Linked DNA regions of Hordeum vulgare: region 2 is linked to region 1. The links are chromatin contacts, called in public Hi-C maps. All regions are on one chromosome and are shown on one strand. The core of a region is the stretch at or near the end of the contact, and the rest is flanking DNA. Distances in the headings are between cores, read along the strand shown.

Region 1 (3,914 bases), core at 922-3,421:
ACTTATATTTAAAAACGGAGGGAGTATATGAGTATATTTGTATGCATGTGAATTATGTTTGTGTGTGCGGCAAGAAAAGAAATTTGGGTGACATGAGTTGATTGCCCTTCTAAGGGAAGCATGTCTAAGCCATTTTGTTCCAGTGTCTACTATTTGAAGGGAGTTGGTTTCGCCACCTCTATTTCTTCGCAGGGTTTTTTCTCCCTGCATCTACCCCCTTTTGGTTTTCAGTTGGTTTTCTTGTAACCCAACCGATAACACACACAAAAAAACTAAATTTCCAAAATCACGTCATGCATTAACTCAGTCAAATTAAATCAATCTTACCGAAATCTTGACTAAATCAAAACTTCCCTACTTTTCCCTACCCATACTCAAATCAAATTCGGTGTTACCAAAATCAAGAATATAGTGGATGTACTCCCTCCATTCCTCTATATAAGGTGTATTTGTTTTTCTGATAAAATTCCAGAATGTAAGGTGCATTTTTTCTAATTATTCATAAATCCCTTGTTAGTCCTTCTAAAAAAGGAAAGTATCTCTTTTCTGATTGTATGTATCTTTTCTTATAGCAAAAGAAGGAAGCTATCTCTTTGTCAATTGCATGTATCTCATACTTCTCGGAACTAATTGATTCACTTTCCACTAACCAGCAAATTTTTCAAGGGTAATTTAGTCTTAACATGTCTACCCTGGAAATCCTCCCCGCAAATAAAAAAGCATTGGAAAGGAGCGCTCATTTGCACCCGGTCAGAAAACAAATCACAATTTTTTTTAGAAAATCAAATATTTTCCATTGTAGAAAACTTCTTGCGTGATGTCCGCTTTAATTTTTAAATCATTTGTACATGTGAACAGCCCTCAACATTTTTTTTGAATAAGAACAGTAAACATTTCTAAAGATCCCGAAGTTGTTCTTTTTGCCGAGAGCTGCTTAGATATACAAATGATTAATGATTTAAAAAATAAAAGGGGTGTTACACATCAAATTATTGACCTTGCAAAAAATGAAAAAAAAATGATGTTTTTTCAGCATGGTGCAGATGAGCCTAAGGTTTGAAGTGGATTATGGACTAAAACCCGAAATCACTAGTTAGCGAATACATCTTCCAACGATCACTTCCACCATCACAGGTTGTGACAAGTGACACATTGCATGCGTGCCATTTGTCGCAACCTGGGAGTTTTCCTTTTTTTTGTAGATCTGTATTTTCAAAATGTTTTATCTCCTAAACTATGCGTTCAAATCTCGAACCGTTTTCACCGTTGACTTTCTTGTGTTGAGATCTTGAAAACTAGATCTCATGTTGATAGGTTTTGACGAACTTTTTTTCTCATGAAAAAAACTGGAAGAAAAAACCGGACGAAAAAATCATGCCTCACGCGATAGAAAAAAAACAGAAAACACACTTTTTTTCCTTTCCGAGAGGCACGGGTCGTGCCTCTAGCGAAGGCAAAACCGTGCCTCTCGCGGAAAAAAAAATGAGAGCAAAAAACACGTTTTTTCCCTTTTCGAAAGAGGCACGGTCGTGCCTCTCGCAAAGGCAAAACCGTGCCTCTAAAAAAACAGAAAACAAGTTTTTTCTTCTTTCGGGAGAGGCACGGGCATGCCTCTCGCAAAGGCAAAACCGTGCCTTTCGCGGAAGCAAAACCGTGCCTCTCGTAAAAAATAGATAAACCGCGTTTTTTTCCTTTCCGAAAGGCACGAGCGTGCCTTTCGCAAAGGCAAAACCGTGTCTTTCATGAAAACAAAACCGTACCTCTCGCAAAAAAAGAAAACATATTTTTTCCTTTCCGAGAGTCGCGAAGGCAAAACCGTGCCTTTTGCTGAAGCAAAACCGCGCCTCTCGTAAAAAAACAGGAAAATTCGCATAAAAAACACGTTTTTTCAGAAAAAAATATATTTCTTTTTTCATCAAAAAGTTACGAAAGACCGGTGAAAAAACATAACACTAAAAAAACTGAAAAAAAACCATTCAAAAAAGGCGAAAACTTGTGGGAAAAATAAAAAAAACAAAATCCGAAAGAAACGCTCAGAACGCGACAAGTGGCGGCGCGCTGAAGCGATCGCTGAAAACCTCGCGAGGGAGCGCTCCCTAACTAGTTGCTCCCCTAAAAACCTTGTACCGTCCTGTTTCTTCTTCATGGGCCCACTTTTTCTCGGGCTGGCTGGCCTGATTTTGATCCAAAGGCTCATCAGAGACCGAGAACGCGCCGGGATTTTGGTCCAGTGCTGGCAATCCCTATTTGTCGCTTGCTGCGTCAAACTAAGCGATCGATCAGGGAAGCGATGGGCTGGCCCAGTTTTGGCTACCCACCGATTTTGGGAACCTTCGAGGAGATTCCTTGAACCGGTTTTATTATCCTCTGTTGGATTTTTCGTTTTCCTATTTCTGTTTCTTTTTCTTCTACCTTTTTTCTTTTATTTTTTGTTTCTTCATTTATCATTTTCGTCAAAGTTATTTTATATTTTTTTAAACTAAGTTCATGTTTGAAAAAATATTCTTATAACTCGAAAAATGTTTTTGCTTTTAAAAAAATGTTCTACGTTTTAAATAATTGTTGTTTATTCAAAACATATTCGCGATTTACAATTTTTTCGCTTTTACAATTTTTTTTACTAAGTTCATGTTACTATTTTCAAATTTTGTTGATAAATTTCAAAATTCGATCGCTTCATTTCAGAAAATGTTTGATAATTCAGAAGTGTTCACATTTCTAAATTTTGTTCGCAAACCAAAATCTATTTGTTTTCAATAAAGTTCCCATATTTAAAAATTTATTCAGAAATTCGAGAAAATGTTCACATGTCTAAATTTTGTCCATATATTAAAATATGTATGGGAATTAAGAAAATGTTCATATTTCGAAATTCTGTTCATAAATATAAAAAATGTTCTGGAACTTCAAAATTTGTTCCGGTTTTGGCAAATTTGTTCAAAATTCAAAACATATTTTGAACTTCCAAATTTGTGCACATATTTTAGAAAATGTTCATGTTTGCAATTTTGTTCACCAATTTGAAAAATATTCAAATGTTTAATTTTTGTCCACGAATTCTTAAATATTTTGGAATTTCCAAATATGCTCCTGTTGTGCAAATTTGTTTACATATTCTGAAAATTCTACAGTTTTCAAATTTTGTCTACAAATTGAGAAAATGCTCCATGTGTTCGAAATTATTTTGCGATTTAGGACAATGTCCGAGTTTTCTATGAATAGTTTAATTTTGAAAATTGTTCACTTTTTCAATTTGTTTTTTAAAGAAAAATTGTGTTTACAAAAAGTAGTTCATAATTTAGAAAATGTTCTTGTATTAAATGTTTTGTTCTTAGTTGGTTTTAGAAAATTTTATTTCCCATATAATATATTTGAGTTTTAAATAGTTTTGCCTTAAAAAATTATCCTTGAAATTTAAAACAAATTTTAGTATGCCGAGAATTATAGTATATATATACTACTCCCTCCGTTCCTAAATATAAGTCTTTTTAAATATTCCACTATGGGACTACATACAGAACAAAATGATTGAATTTACACGCTAATGTATGTTTATATACATCCGTATGTAGCTTTTAGTAAAAACTCTTAAAAGACTTATATTTAGGAACGGAGGGAGTATGTTACTCTTCACTAAACATGTGTTACCCCAGTGTTCATGGACTAGTTTCCATGGCGTGAGGAGAAGAGTTCGATCCCTCACCTACAAATTCTATTTTGTTAAATTTGGCGACCTCTTTTTATTGTTTGCCGGCATCTATAGCAGGTCTCCGATTTGATTCCTAGGTAGCGCATCTTTATTTTTTGGCGATTTTTCATTTCGTCAAGAACAACGAATAAGACAGCCCAGATGACCCGTTTCCTGTGTGAAGCTGCGCCTCTTTGCGGCAGTAAGCGGCACATAGGAGGGGCCC
Region 2 (3,914 bases), core at 650-3,149, 93 kb after region 1:
CAAGTGCTGACCTGATTGACTGAACCAAGAGCTCCTCTCATGTTCTGTGGAGCAATTTCTGCTATATAAACTGGCACCTGATACCAAGAAACGAAACTGTCAGACACAAAGTAATGTCAGGCATGAAAATATCCAAGTGTATGCAGCTAGAGTGCCCATAAAAGAGATGATATTATTAAACAGTGGATGCCCAATCCAAAAACTTCAGAACTGTCAATATGCACGAGTTGACATGATATCTAGCTATGCTATTTTTATGCAAGATAACACTGAAGCTCAATAGCATTCATGAAATTCCCCAAGTTCAGTATCCAGCAAAAGGAGAGGTTCTAAGTCACAAAATTACAACTCGGTTGCGCAGCCGTAAGTTGATACTCCCTCCGTGAAGAAATATAAGAGCGTTTAGATCACTGAATTTCTTTACAGAGGGAGTACAGAATATCAGCATTTTCAGTTCCTCTTATAGGCTAATTAAGTTCCTTTCAATCTAGAAAAAAGTTTGGTGTTTTTATTCTTCCCTGCACAAATACTGAACCAGATAGAGCTACCCTGATCATAAATATTGTTGGATTATGATTAGGCTAGGAGAATCTATCATATCATTGGCAACAGCACACCTTTAATCCCTTGATGTCCCAGAATAGGAGATACAACTGTTGTTTACACTTGGTATTTGGTTAAGCTTGAATACAGTCTACTCTCCCATGTGTTGGGACTTGGGAGCTGGGACTGTATTTTTTATGAACTTAAGAACTAGTTGACGAAGCCAGTCAAATCCAGTTGAATTATCAATTCATGTTTGGAATCTGGAGTGAATTTGATTAGAAGGTTAGGAGCAGAGGGATGCAGACCGTGTAGGATATCACACCGACCCCAAATCCTTCCAGCAGACGGCCCATGAACAAGAATGAAGAATCCTGCACAGAACAATTCAGAAGTAAGTTAAGCTGACGAGCATCCGTACAAATAACAGGGGTAAATTAAGCAATCTTACATTTGCAAATGATATTGCAAGCCACCCAATGATGTTCGGGATTGCGGCGATCATCAGAGACTGCAGCAGGAGCAACAAAGCAGAGAGCATCGTCAGTCAGTGAGTGCACGACTGAATCCAGTTAGTTCCATGAGAAATTCCCGGGAGCAGATCCGAGAATCTAATACTCCGTACACATTTAGCAGTACAATTGTCGGTTACAGGAGCAGACAGAGGTCAAAAGGGAATCGAAACCTCACCCCTTTACGGCCGATGTACTCGGCGATCTGGCCACTGGCAATGGCGCCCACCATGGCCCCGACGTTGGACAGGGATCCGAATAAAGAGAACTGCGAGCAAGGAGACGGCATAAAGCAAAGGCCATGGAGGCAAGAAGAAGAAGAAGCATAATAAGACGACATAAGAGGGACGGGGGAGGCGGCGCGCGGAGAGAGACAGAGACCTCGGAGAGGGTGAGGCCGAGGTCGGCCATGATGGCGTCCTGGGTGGGCGAGGAGTAGCCGCAGGTGAAGCCGAACTGGATGGGGCCGAGCGCGACGATGAGGGTGCAGAGCAGGGCGGAGATGGAGCTGTCGCGGAGGCCGTACGCGGAGGAGCCGAGGCGGTCCATGGCGCCTCCGCCGGCGGCGGACATCCGGTACCAGCTCCCCGTGTGCAGGAACGGCTTGCGCAGGTCGGACGCCGAGGAGGACCGGCCGTCCTCCCCGCCGCTCTCGTCCCGGAAGCTCATCGCGGGATCGGATTGGCTCGCTTCCGTGCGAGCGTGGCACGATTCGCGGGCGTGATTGGGGGAGACGGGGACGGAGGAGGAAGACAAAGGAGCGAGCTTTGTGGGACGGACGGAGACGGAGGACAGTGTCGCTGGGTTTTCTCCTCCGGTTTTCCTGTGTGCGTGAGATCTGAGACGATGGTGAGCTGGACAACTTTCCACCTGTTTTGTCCCTTTCCTGCTATTATTTGTGAATCTATAATTCCAAAAACATTCTGACCGTCCAACACTCACGTGTGGGATCTCATGGGGGGTATGCCCACATCAATGTAATAGTACTAGTACAATACAAAAGTGCCTGATTTTGTTCCATTTTTTCTATGATGAAAAGAGTTTAAGGCATCTCGATTGCCTTTCACCAAATCAGACACCCCAAACATCCGTGGAAACGTCGGGACGTGTCCGTGGATAGCGAGCCGGCCATCCAATCCTACGCGCATTTCAAATGGATATTTGAACATACCGGCAAAATTTGTGAAAACCAAACGAAATTTAAGCAAGTTTCTTATGTTCACGCTACTAGTAAATGAGCACGTGTGTAATGAACATTGATATTGGGAAGAAATTAATTATAAATTGATATTAGGTAATGTAGGATATCAATCACGTGTTAATTACGTAATTAACGTCTGCTTTAATATTTGGTACTATGATATTAATTATACGCTAAATATACTCCCTCCGTCTCAAAATAAGTTTCTTAAGTTTAGTATATATTAGAACTAGTACAAAGTTAAGACAATTATTTTGGAACGGAGGGAGTATAAGAAAATTAGCAGACACGCTAAATATATTAAGCGCATCGGGAACTACTTATCGGTAGTTCCTCGACAATCCTTAAGGACAATAGTAGTCGCGCTGTTCCAAAAAATGGAAGTTCACCATTAAAAAGTGTTCACGAATTGTTTTCAAAAAGAAAAGGCCAACACATTCAACAAAATTTCATGAATATTGGAAATCACTAATTCGAGAAAAAAGTTCACGAAATTAAAGAAATATCACTAATTTAAGAAAAATTCGTGAGTTTGAAAAAAGTTCACGACTTTGAAAAAGTTCACCGGATCTGAAAAAGTTCATCAGATTTCAAAAAAGTTCAGAGAATTTGAAAACAAGTTCATTGAATTCCAAAAAAGTATTGAAAAAAAGTTCATTGGATCTGAAAAACAGTTCGTCGCTTTTGAAAAACACTTCATCAAAATTGAAAACTTCATCAAATTTGGAAAAAGTTCATCATATTTTCAAAAATTTCATCCAAATTTGAAAAAAAATCATCGGAATTGAAAATTTTCATCGACTTTTTTAAAAAAATTCCTCCAAAAAGGGGAAACGTTCATAAAACTTTAAAAAACATCAAATTTGAAAAAAGTTCATCGATTTTCAAAACAAATCGTCAAAAAATGAAAAAAAAACATCAAAGTCGATGAATCTTTACCTCCGGAGCTCCTCGTGACGTCCGGAATCTCATCCAAGACTCCGAACAACCTTCGGTAACCACATACTATTCCCATTACAACCTAGCATCATCGAACCTTAAGTGTGTAGACCCTACGAGTTCAGGAACCATGCAGACATGACCGAGACATCTCTCCGGTCAATAACCAACAGCGGGGTCTGGATATCCATGTTGTCTCCCACATGTTCCATGATGATCTCATCGGATGAACCACGATGTCGGGGATTCAATCAATCTCATATGTCATTTCCTTTGTCTATCGGTATGATACTTGCCCGAGATTCGATCGTAGGTATCCCTATACCTTGTTCAATCTCGTTACCGGCAAGTCTCTTTACTCATTCCATAATACATCATCCCGTGACTAACTCCTTAGTCACATTGAGCTCATTATGATGATGGATTATCGAGTGGGCCCAGAGATACCTCTTCGTCACACAGAGTGACAAATCCCAGTCTCGATTCATACCAACCTAACAGATACTTTCGGAGATACCTGTAGTGCACCTTTATAATCACTCAGTTACGTCGTGACGTTTGATACACCCAAAGGATTCCTACTGTATCCGGGGGTTGCACAATCTCATGGTTTAAGGAAATGATACTTGACATTAGAAAAGCTTGAGCAGACAAACAATACGATCTTGTGCTATGCTCAGGATTGGGTCTTGTCCATCACATCATTCTCCTAATGATGT

What was found. A called contact is a pair of places that touch in the nucleus more often than the background predicts.
Region 2: a Hi-C map of seedling shows a contact between it and region 1, with 2.1 times the contacts expected there. The contact joins the promoter of LOC123451753 here to the enhancer-like site in region 1. A contact is called at or near these places in 2 of 6 Hi-C or Micro-C datasets (leaf and seedling).

Annotation. Positions count from the first base shown.
Region 1 is chr1H:507,675,175-507,679,088 of MorexV3_pseudomolecules_assembly, forward strand. No RefSeq gene overlaps it. Among protein-coding and RNA genes, the nearest start is that of LOC123451668, 9.7 kb to the left of the region's middle. Within about 2 kb of position 2,172, at least 3 of the 3 cell types and tissues checked have open chromatin away from gene starts, as enhancers often do. A contact at or near this core is called in leaf and seedling, where this site is marked.
Region 2 is chr1H:507,768,012-507,771,925 of MorexV3_pseudomolecules_assembly, forward strand. It overlaps LOC123451753 (sugar transporter ERD6-like 4), which reads right to left and starts at 1,900. Exons shown (of 17, transcript XM_045128283.1): 1 at 1,437-1,900; 2 at 1,234-1,323; 3 at 995-1,054; 4 at 852-917; 5 at 12-77. The coding sequence starts at 1,724.